2 separate regions of the Mus musculus genome follow, and region 1 is linked to region 2. The links are chromatin contacts, called in public HiChIP or PLAC-seq maps. All regions are on one chromosome and are shown on one strand. Each heading gives the region's core, a stretch centred on a gene start, on an enhancer-like site or on the middle of the called end of the contact. The rest is flanking DNA. Distances are from core to core; before and after follow the strand shown. Region 1 has its middle 160 kb from the start of Gm24212. Region 2 holds the start of Snx20 (sorting nexin 20).

The links. HiChIP or PLAC-seq counts read pairs in DNA pulled down with a chosen protein or histone mark.
Region 1: an H3K27ac HiChIP or PLAC-seq map of embryonic stem cells shows a contact between it and region 2, with 5 times the contacts expected there. The contact joins the enhancer-like site here to the promoter of Snx20 in region 2. A contact is called at or near these places in 5 of 39 promoter capture datasets (embryonic stem cells, hippocampal neurons and liver) and 1 of 115 datasets of contacts at active chromatin or transcription factors (embryonic stem cells).

What each region holds. Positions count from the first base shown.
Region 1 is chr8:89,821,387-89,826,451 of GRCm38.p6, reverse strand. No RefSeq gene overlaps it. Among named protein-coding and RNA genes, the nearest start is that of Gm24212, 160 kb to the right of the region's middle. Within about 2 kb of position 2,686, at least 14 of the 459 cell types and tissues checked have an H3K27ac peak or open chromatin away from gene starts, as enhancers often do. A contact at or near this core is called in embryonic stem cells, where this site is marked.
Region 2 is chr8:88,634,867-88,640,507 of GRCm38.p6, reverse strand. Snx20 (sorting nexin 20) reads left to right here and starts at 4,380. Exons shown (of 4, transcript NM_027840.3): 1 at 4,380-4,522.

The sequences.
Region 1 (5,065 bases), core at 1,437-3,936, 1.2 Mb before region 2:
TTAGGCTGGAGAAATATTGCAAAAAAAAAAAAAAAAAAAACAGAGATCTGAGTTCAGATCATCAACACCCATGTAAAATCTATGCAAACACAGTAGATTGTACTAACAATGCTGGACTGGGGTGCTGGAGACAGGAGGGTCTTGAGGGATCACTGGACTGAAATGATGAATTCCAGGGTCCATGAGAGACTGTGACTCAAAAAAATAAGCTAGAGAGTGGTTGAGAAAAACACCCAAGGTTGACCTCTGTCCTTCATGCACACATGCATGAACTCACACACAGACACAGCACACTCACAAGCAAAATACAACCAAAACAATCTTTGCCTACAACCATGCAAGAGCTGTGCAGATGTATAGAGACACATCTGGCATTGTATCCTCCCTAGGGCCAGAGTCTCTCACAGGGAGAGCTAGGATGATGCAGGTTTTTGGTGGGAGTTGGTGACAGGAAATTTCTAGAGCCATTGCTTGTGGTCACAATGGTTTTGTCTTTATTTCTCTTGAGCTAACGTCTCACTGGTCCTCATTTGTCTGGTCACTCTTCTTTTAGTTCACCAGTGGGTTAGCTTGTGCTCATCAGAGAAGTTTACAGCAGATGACTGACCTACCTTGTTTCAGATACTTTTCGAACATGTGTGTTTTTGTTTGCTCCCTGTTGCCTTAGTAAGAACCATAAGAAAAAGCAACTTAGTCCTTCAGCAAAGGAAGCCAGGTCAGGAGCTTAAGCTGGGCAGGAACCAGAAGGCAGGAACTGAAACAGAGACAACAAAGGAAAGCTGCGAGGTGCCCCCAAGGCTTGCTCATTCTGCTTGCTTATATACTCCGGGATCACCTGCCCCCATGGCACCACGCAGAATGGGCTGAACCGTTACACATCAATCATCAATCAACAAAACCACCCACAAACTTGCCCAGGGGAAATCTAATGAATGCGCTTTCTTAATTGAGGTTTCCCCTTTCCAGATGCACCTAGCTTGAGCTAAGTTGACGAAACTAATCAGCACATTGAGTTATTGCTAGACTTTTAAAAAATTAGTAGCAATGGAGGTTAGACTTGGAGGTCCAAGGCAGGGTCTGTGTTGAGCCACTCAGTACAGTCTACATGATGGAGAATGGAGGATGCTAGCTTCAGCTACTCAGCTCCAGGATGAAGACAGGAATGTCTCCTGAGCTCATCTCCCTCGGGACAATGGGAGGGATAAGCCAAGGATCCTGTGGGCAAAAACACACATGTCCTATGGTTTGCAAATTTTAAAATGCTCTCTCCTTTCAGTGCAATTATCCTTCTCTTGAAAGGAAAATGATCCATGATCTTCCCATGTAAAGATCCCTGGGTGGAGGTGGGGGACAATGTCTTTCTGCTTCGTGCAAGGTCTACAGCCCCATTCCTCCCCCACACCTAATAAAGAATGTCAGACTTCTGGTCTGTTAGTCACAAAGTAAATGCTCACATGGGCTCCTGTCATTGCGAGTGTTGAGTCCCTAGGAAAACAAATGAGGGACTTGACCTCTTTGGGGTTGTTTTTGTTGTCCTCAATGTTCACTGGGGAAGGAACAAACAAGTAATACTGTAGCCTCCCCCAGCCCTGAGTAGGCTGGCTCAGACCTGGATGCCACTGAGAATGAGACCACCTGGGGTGGAGCCTTCCCACCTAGATGGTTCTATTGTTTGGTCACGTAGCTGTTCTTTTCTGAGACACTGTTACCTGCTGAGAGATTCAGAGAGATTCTGCAGACAGCAAGCAACCTAGTGATTGACACCTTCTTGCCAAACCAGTGCTGTCAGACAGCCGCTTACAGGCTGGCAACAGGCATCAAGAGTGGATCTGTGGGAGATGGGCTTTCTGCCTATATAAGCACAGATTTTTAGTAAACTCTGGGCCATGATCAGAAAATTTGTCTTGGTCTCTTTACTTCTCTCGCCGTTCTCTCCTTTACAGCTCCAGCCTCCCACTCAGGAATCCAGTTAGTGTGGCTGCAGTCGACTATATAATCGGTTTTCAGAGTACCTTTCATTTAAACTTGTCTGTTTAGTTTGATGTTTCTCCCATCTTGTTTCTACACCCCAACACACACAGTCTCTCCCTCTCTGATGGGCAGAGGCATTGCCTAAATGACACGAGCACTTTCTACTTTAAAGAATACAAATAGAAGCGACTCAAAGTCAACATTGGGGTGTCATCTGGCTCTACACACATTCTCTCCTGTAATGCTCAGAGCTGAGGTCCAGCAGGAAGATCTGCCTTGTCCAAGCTCATATTGCTAGTGAATGTCTCGCTCCATATTTTTAGATGAGCCACTAGTTACTTGATTGATGTGAATTCTTTGAATCAAAAAGCACATCAAATGGACTGAAGGGACAAGCCTGGCCAGTTTTTGTCCCATATAGCCTAAAGACTTCTTCTATGTAAGATTCTGCAAACATACCAACAAGCAATCTCACTACCATCTCATTCAGCTATAAAACTCCTCTGAATTTTACTGCATGGATTCTAAGCCACAGGCTGCTTTAGTCACTGTTAGCCTCTGGTGCCAGCCCTGTCTGTCACACCTCCCTCTGCATGCCCTTGCAAGAGACCCTTGGTTGGCTCCTAGAAGAAGGAGCATTTGAACAGGCCTTCTTGTTCCCTTTCAGATGCATGAGCTATTAAGTACTTTTCATTGTAAAGAAATGGGAACTCCCATGTGTCCATTGTCCTTGTGTGGTGGTATTCTTTTGTCAGAGAGCACTGGAGCCTATTGTTCAGACTCCTCTTTTGTTCACATTGAATTCTTCATGATGCTGCATATTTATTATATACCATCCAGATTTTGAGACCTGTTTACTGGGATTTGGGGCAGTTGTAGAGAACAGTGGTTCCACAACGACATACTCAAACAAGGCAGCTTCAAATGAGCCTTGTATGTCTGAGTGGGATTTTCTAGTGCAGATGCTAAGGGCAGGGAAGAGTGTTCACTGCAAGGATATTAATCTTCTCTCCCAGGGAAAAGCAGCAATGAGATGGATCACTGGGTGTTTACCTAGCACAGAGCAAGTAGTCCACACTCATCTGTCTTCTATTCAGCCTCCTTTCAGAGAGACATTATGAGCTAGCCCCGCTCTTGTGATGGCAAATATCACCCGTGACAGCTTTGCAAGTGGCCTTAAGAGCTTGTCAGGAAACTAATCAATGTAGCTCTTCACAAAGGAATCTACTTGATCAATAGCACCAAGAAACCCCAGACCTAACAAACAGATCACATAAGAGCTGTCATGATCAATAGAAGTCTCAGGGAAAATAAATTCTTAGGGCTATTTCAATGAATATATCATAAGTGCTTTGTGCTGATAGCCTTTTCTCTGAGAATTTCCCAAACCCACCAAAGTAATAATGGGAGAGAGTGCACATAGGCAGCCACAGGTTTTCTCACACAAAGACTTGACACAGGACACACATGCAGGGTTCACAGAGAAGAAATAATTCTGATTTTGAAGGAGATTTATTCAAATATATCCTATATTTCCTCACCAACTAGATTGTGAATGTGTTCTTAGATGAGGTTTGTTTTGGTATATCAGAACCAAGGGCATGGCTCCGGCATGAGAAAACCAGTGAATACATTTTGAGCTCATCACCACTCCTCATGTTTCTCGAGGGATACATGTTATTAAGTGGAGATCAAACATTCAAACATCTGACTCCCCCCTCAGAGTTCTTCGAAACACTCTACATTTAAATGTAGTAAACTTTCCTTGAAAACAGTTTGAAATGCAGAGATAAGGAGACCTTGAAATCACTACAGATTCAAGTTTCCTCCTAGAAGAAACAGTAACACATTGAGGTACTTACTGTTCATCTTTTCTGGACTCTGAAGTGTATGTCAGTTATCTTGTTTCTTAACAAATTGCTCCACCATGTAATGACTTAAGACAATTATTACTTTACTTATAATTGAGTGTAGGAATCATCAGTTGGGCAGGGATCAGAGGTGGGCTGGTTTTCTTTTCTGCATTTTGACCAGGGTAATGTGGCTTCCATGACTTGATGTCCCAACAGCACTCATGGCAAAAATGGCTACTGTTCACCCCAGGGAATAAGCCCTGGACTCTGGGTTTCCTTCTTTGCATATTTTCTCCTCTTTAGATGGGCTACCTTGGGCCTTTTTGGATTATGGCACCTTACTGCAAGAGGATTGAAGCAAAATCAGCTAGAATTTGAAGACTAGTGTAGAGGGATTTTAATCTATCTACCTTACTGCTCTGGCTGGAATCCAGACATGCCCTTAGCACACATATTTAATCCCAAACAATGAAGGTAAAATTAGTTTGTAGAAGGAAGCACCCATGTCTGAAAGTGATGTCTAATTTAGAAGCAGACAAAGTGATGAATCAGAGAAAGATTTGACAGAATAGGGTCTGCCCAACTCCCATGAGAAGAGAGGAGAAAGAGAGGCTACTTAAGAGAGCAGCAGCAAGAGATGGAAGGAGAAAGGGCAGTTTTACCGAGACAATCACATAGAGAGAGGTAACAGAGAGAGAACAAGCTAGACCCAGGTGAAAACAGAATGAACCAGAGAAGAAAAAGGAGCCAGAAGATTAGAACATATTGCCAAAGGTAGTACGAGGCCAAACAGCACATTTCAGACAGAAGCTGAAAGAAGCCAGTTTGAATCAGTTAGTGTGGAAAAGAGTTTTGAGCCAAAACAGCTGAATTGACAAACCAGCCAGGAGTTCAGAAAGAACTAGAAAGGGAATGTTTATTCAGCAGTAAGTCTCATAGACTTAAAATATGCTAGGCCTAGATAAAAGATTGTAGAAAGGCTAGAACCTTCCAGACTAGACCTAGGTTAGCAGAAGGAGGCAGTAAGCCTCTGTGGTGACAATTACATCAGAGGAATAAAAGATGCAGTTACAGCTCACCTCAAGAGTCACACAATGCTACTCCAGTATATTTTAGTCATCAGAAGGAGACACAGGATGAGCCCACATGGAAGGGGAGGAGATAGACCCCAGCTCTGGCTGAAGCAGCAGCAAAATCATGTAATAAAGAGCAGAGCAGAAGAGATAAAAAGATAACACTGC
Region 2 (5,641 bases), core at 3,131-5,630:
AGCAACCAATGCTCTTTACCACTGAACCATCTCCTCAGCCCACCCCCTCGGTTTTACACTGAAATCCTAACCTCTGAGGGGCTGAGATGATTCTGTCTTGAGGTCAGGGTTTCATGAATGGAGACTCGAGGGGCTCCCATGATGGAAAAATGGCCATGTAGCCCAGGTGCCTGCAGTGGGCTCTCAGCAGACACCCAGTCTGCAGGAGTCTTGACCTTAAGACTTCCCAGCCTCCAGAACCATAGGAAATAAATTCCTGCCATTAATAAGCCATATGGTCTGTGGTATATTGATACAGCAACAAGGATGACCTAAAAACATCAGACCCTAAGAAATTAAAGCCAGCTCTCCCACCCAAGCTTCTCCTCTGACTCCTCACTGAGACCCTCCTTCTCCTTGTCCCTTAGCGCTTCTAGAATCATCTTCCATGTTGACAAAACAAACACTCCACCACCCAACAGAGTATTTGAGAAAAGGGTTTCTCTCCAGGCATGGTGATCCACAACTTTAATCCCAGCACTCAGGAGGCTGAGGCAGGCAGACCTCTGTGACTTTAAGGCTAGCCTGGTCTACACAGTGAGTCACAGGACAGCCTGGGCTACATAGTGAGATCCTGTTTCAAAACATACACACACACACACACACACACACACACACACACACACACACACACACACACACACAAAAGACAAAAGAAAAAGAAAGAAAGAAAAGTGGTTCCTCCGCCTCCACCTTGAACAACTTTCCTCAGGAGGTGGTTGATACCCCCACACCTGTGTGGCCTGGAAAAAGAGCAGAACACCCCAATCCCAGCCCACTCCTGCCTGCTCTCAAGTGCTCATCATGTCCCCACCACATCACAGGCCTAATGGAAAAGGCTCTGTTGTCTCCACTTTACAGCAAATCCTGACATAGATAGAAGTCTGCCCATCCTGGCCTTGAGGGGAGACCAGGAGGCTCGGCACAGCGGCAGGCTCTTTAAGCCTGTGGTGCAAAAATGAGGGCAGCACCTAGTCCTTCCTCTTGTGTCTCAATGCAGCCACGAAAGCAGTCAGCAACACTTGATCTGCAGCCCCAATGTATAAAGTCCTGCAGTAATAACCTTTGAAATCTTTAAAAAGCCTCCTCGTCCATGCGCAGCTGCAAGAAGATGAGAGCGACCAGAGTTACCAGGTTTTGGGTCACTTTGCAAAGCACTTTGCTAGCTCAGGTTTCTTTGGCAAACCCAGAGAGACCCTCCTCAGGGATCATCAATTCCTTTTAATTTCTCAAAAGAGAGTTTGAGGATTGTAGTCTCTGAGCATGCTCAATAGCTGAGATTGGTAAGCAGTTATTCATTCATTCCTTTTAAGGCATTGGGGATTGAGTAAGCAGTCATTTCTGGTGCATTATTACTCAATCTCTGGATTATTACTCTGGATTATTACTCAATGCAGAGTCCTTGCACATAAGAAGGACTGATTTAATCTTGCCAGTCAGAAGGGCGGTGGCCTGCCCAGGGGTACACTGAGTCAGACCTGAACTGGAGCCGCGGCTCCATTCATTTTCTGCATCATCTCACCTGTGCAGTCACACAGCAGTGATCCTCAGAGCACCCTCTAAGTGTGGGTATTGGGCTGAGTGCTGGGACAGGCTACCCATATGAACACAGCTTCCTGCCATTGTGGTGTTTAAGACAATAAGCAAACAGGCATGCCATCCGTGGTAGATGGCATGAAGTCAAGGGCAGGCTGCCTGGAGAAGCAATCCAAAGACAGACAGGAAGCTACAAGCCAGGGGAAAGAAAACCCCATGTGGAAAGACCCTAAAGAAGGGAATTTCCAGAGAGGGAACTCCTGGGCAGGCAAGTCTTCGCACCTCCACCATGCCCACCATGCCCACCATGCCCACCATGCCTACTGTGCTCCAGTGTGCTTCACCGTGGCTGTGCTAAGGGCAGCAAAGGATGCTGGGAGGGGAACAGTGAAGTCAGGAGGGGCAGGAGAGGGTGAAGTTCAGGTTGCCTCTAAATGTGATGGGACATTACCAATGGATCAGAGCAGGAGAGATGCTCTCTGACTTTGGAATCCAGAGAGGGCATCTGACTCAAGATGGCAGACTCTCCCCTTCTTGACTCCATGGTGCCCACCTTTCCTCATTTGGCCTTGGTATTGCCACTGTTGTGAACAGGGATGCCCACTGCTCTGTCCTGGCCCACCATGATCTTCTTTGTTACAGAATGAATATGCCCTCTCAGACCTTGGCATGAAAGTCCTAACATACAATGTGATGGCCCTGACAGGCAGAACCTTAGGAAGTGACTAGATCATGATGTGAAGCCCTTATGGGACTATGTCCCTTAAAAAGGAGACCCCTGAGAACCCTCTAGCCCTCTGCTAATTGTGGGCCATTACAACAAAGAGATAGCCATTAACAAACCAGGAAGCAGGCTCTCACCAAACACTGGATCTGCCATCACCATGATCTTGAATATCCCAGCCCCCAGAACTTTAAGACACAAGCTTGGTTGTTTAAACCACATGGCATAGGGCATTTTGTTATGGCAGCCCAAGTGGACAAGACATAGCCCTTGCCTGTACCCCTCTCCCATCCGCTTCTGGGCTTCAGAGAAAAGCCAGCACCCAGCAGATGACAAAGTCTCCTGGTCACACTGGCCCAGTTGTGTTCCTCCAACAAAATCTGGGCACACCTCCATGTCAGGTGGTTTCCAAAAACTGGGCCCCTGCCCCAAAAGAGGAAGCAGTGACTGTCACACTATTCCCCTGTGGCTGCTAACTGCTGTGATGAGCTCACAGGGTTTGGAGAAGAATGTAGAGCCTGCTGTGGCATCTCACAGATTTCAAGCCTGGGCAGAGACAGGGCAAGGAGCTGGAAAGATGCACGGTAGGAAGAGGAGGGGCAGAGGCACACACCTCTCTGCAACCTCTTGTCTCTTTACCACACTAGGCCCTCTGCCAGGCAACACGAGGCAGAGGCAAATGAGATCCGGCCCTTGCAGCTGGGACTGGCTAGCCAGAGGCACGCCATGCACAGTAGTTCTCTCAAGCTCTTGCCAAAACCAAATTCTTATGGATATGTGTGTTCTTGGTATGATAGTGATGGTGGTGCAGAGAGGCAGGATGTTGTACAGAGTCCTGAGCAGAAAGGCAAACGATGAGGATTTTAGTATGCCCTCAGTTGCCAGCCTCACACGCTCAGCATGACACCATTAAGTGTTCTGTACACCTTGACTCATCATAAGCTTCCTGAGGGCCTGTGGGGTTGAAGCAGATGCAAATGAGGGCGAAACCTCTGTGACAGTGAAAAGCAAGATTGATTTAGTTGAGCATGGTAGACAGCATCTATTCATCACAAGATCCTTTCAGTGCAAATGTGAGCCTCGGGAGGAAAAAGAGATTAAGAAGCACATGTACCCAAAGGAACCCTCTCGGCCTATCTTCAGCCATTAACGCAATTCGATAAAAGACAAAGAAGGCAATGGACTCCAACGGAGAAGAGATGGGTGGGAAATAAGCCTGTAAAATGTCTACCATAATTATCCTTTGTGGGACCCAGTGTTGTAAGCTATGAGGTGACACCCCTGCCCACACTGTAGAATGGCTTCAAGAAGTATTAGCCATGCCAAGGGTAGAGAAGGTACAGCCTGGCTCATTCACAGCCAGGGGAGTGCAAGATGTCCACCTGGGCCGTACCCTAGCCTATCCCATGACCTTTCTGTGTCAGGCACTGGCTCCGCATCCCACCAGCTCCATGCACCAAACCTCAGTTCTCCAGCTTGTCAACAGAACACGAAGGGCCCCATTATGCCTAGCTCATAGCTAGGATAATAACTATTAAAAGAATGTATCCCCAAATCCTCATGTTAGACTGAGATCCCTAACATAATGGGTTTGGGAGGTAGGGTCTTCTGAGAGTTGACTGTCATAAGGACAGTCTTCATAAAGGGATTTATGCTGTAACTGTGAAACTGGGGTGCATAAGGTAAGCTTTCTCTTGTCTGTCCACCTCCTACCATGGCATGTCACATGCGGCAGGACAGCCCTCACAGACACTACCAGTGTGCTCTTGCATGTTCCGGATCCAGAGCTATAAACTAAATAAACTTTCGTGTGTGTGATTTTTTTTCCTTCAGTTTATCGTCTTCTGTCATTGCCACAGAAAAGGACTAAAACAAAGGACTTTGAAATGAATTCTCCAAATGCCAGCTATCGTTCGGGTGTCTAATACGTATCAAGCTGCTTAAAGCTGCTGTGAAGTTAAACTGTCCTCCTGTTGGTGGCCTTGACCCACGTGGCCTGTATGATGTACTGCAGATATTTGTCTAGGAGGTTCAATGTACATCTTTCAGCAACCAATAAGCTGGGGCCCCTGAAGGAGATCACTCAGCCCATTTCCTGTTTTCAAAAGGAGAACTCAGGATTGCGGCAGACATTCAGCCATCTAGTTGGACCTTGCAAAAAGAGATCGGACTGGGGCATGTGACTCTCCTGGACCCCGAACCCACAAAGCCTGAAGATCCCAGGTCAGTCAGTGTTTGACCCCAAGCGTAGCTGGCTTCTGCGCCCTGAGACCCAGTGATGTCCTTGAGAGGCCCTCTAGGAACTCCCTGGGTACTGGTTAGGAGGGACCAAGGGTGGTGAGAGTATGGGCTGTCCTTAGAAACTGGGGCCAAACCCACCTCCAACCTCTAAGCCTGACTCCTTTTGCAATGCCAGGCACTGGTCCTGTTCCTGGGAACAAGTCCAGGCTTGTATTTCTCAAAGGGTGGACCCTGTAGCCGAGTAAGAATCCGGAGCCCACCCCAGCTCTGTCTGGGTGTTGTGGGGTAGGCAGCCTGCTTGCCTTAGAGCTCCTAACACTTCCTCTCCCCAGTCCCAGTGGGGATTCTGATGTGCACACCCAACTGAGAGCGCTTCCAGCGGCAAGCTCCACAGAGAAGCACCCAGGGGTCCCATGGTGCTCAGGGCAGGTGGAGCCTTGGCTGGCCCTTCAATGGAGACCTGAGGAGGCTGCCCTACAAAGAAAGGAGACTTAAACTCAAACTCCCGCAGCCAGGGCTGCCGCTCCCTGTCCTTCCTTTCCTTCCTTCCTCCTCCTCTTTGAATGGGTGCCTCTCAGTTCTTCTGTCTTATGGGCAAGGGCTTTTACTATATTCTACCAGATTTTCATTAGCCACCCCCCACAACCTTCCCCCTGCCCCCGAGAAAGGTGGCCTCGGCTCTACAAGTGGCCCTGTGTATGAAGGAGGAGGACTGAAGAGGGCAGGGCCCCTTGAAGTGGGGAACAAGAGCCAAGGCTCCCGGAAAATGAAGATTGTCATGCACAGAAGATAGTAAGGGGTGGAGGGGTGGGAGCCTGCGACTCTGCTCTGTCCTCTGGGCCAAGTCCAGTCCCAACATCTGCAGTGCTTTGTTCTGATGGCTAGAAATCTTTCCCACTGAGGGTGTGGAGTGATAAGGCAGCCCTCAGAACCCTCTGTCCCCAAGGAGCTTAGCAGCTGGGCGTAGTGGCGCAGGCCTTTGATCCCAGCACTTGGGAGGCAGAGGCAGGCAGATTTCTGAGTTCGAGGCCAGCCTGGTCTACAGAGTGAGTTCCAGGACAGCCAGGGCTATACAGAGAAACTCTGTCTCAAAAAACTAAA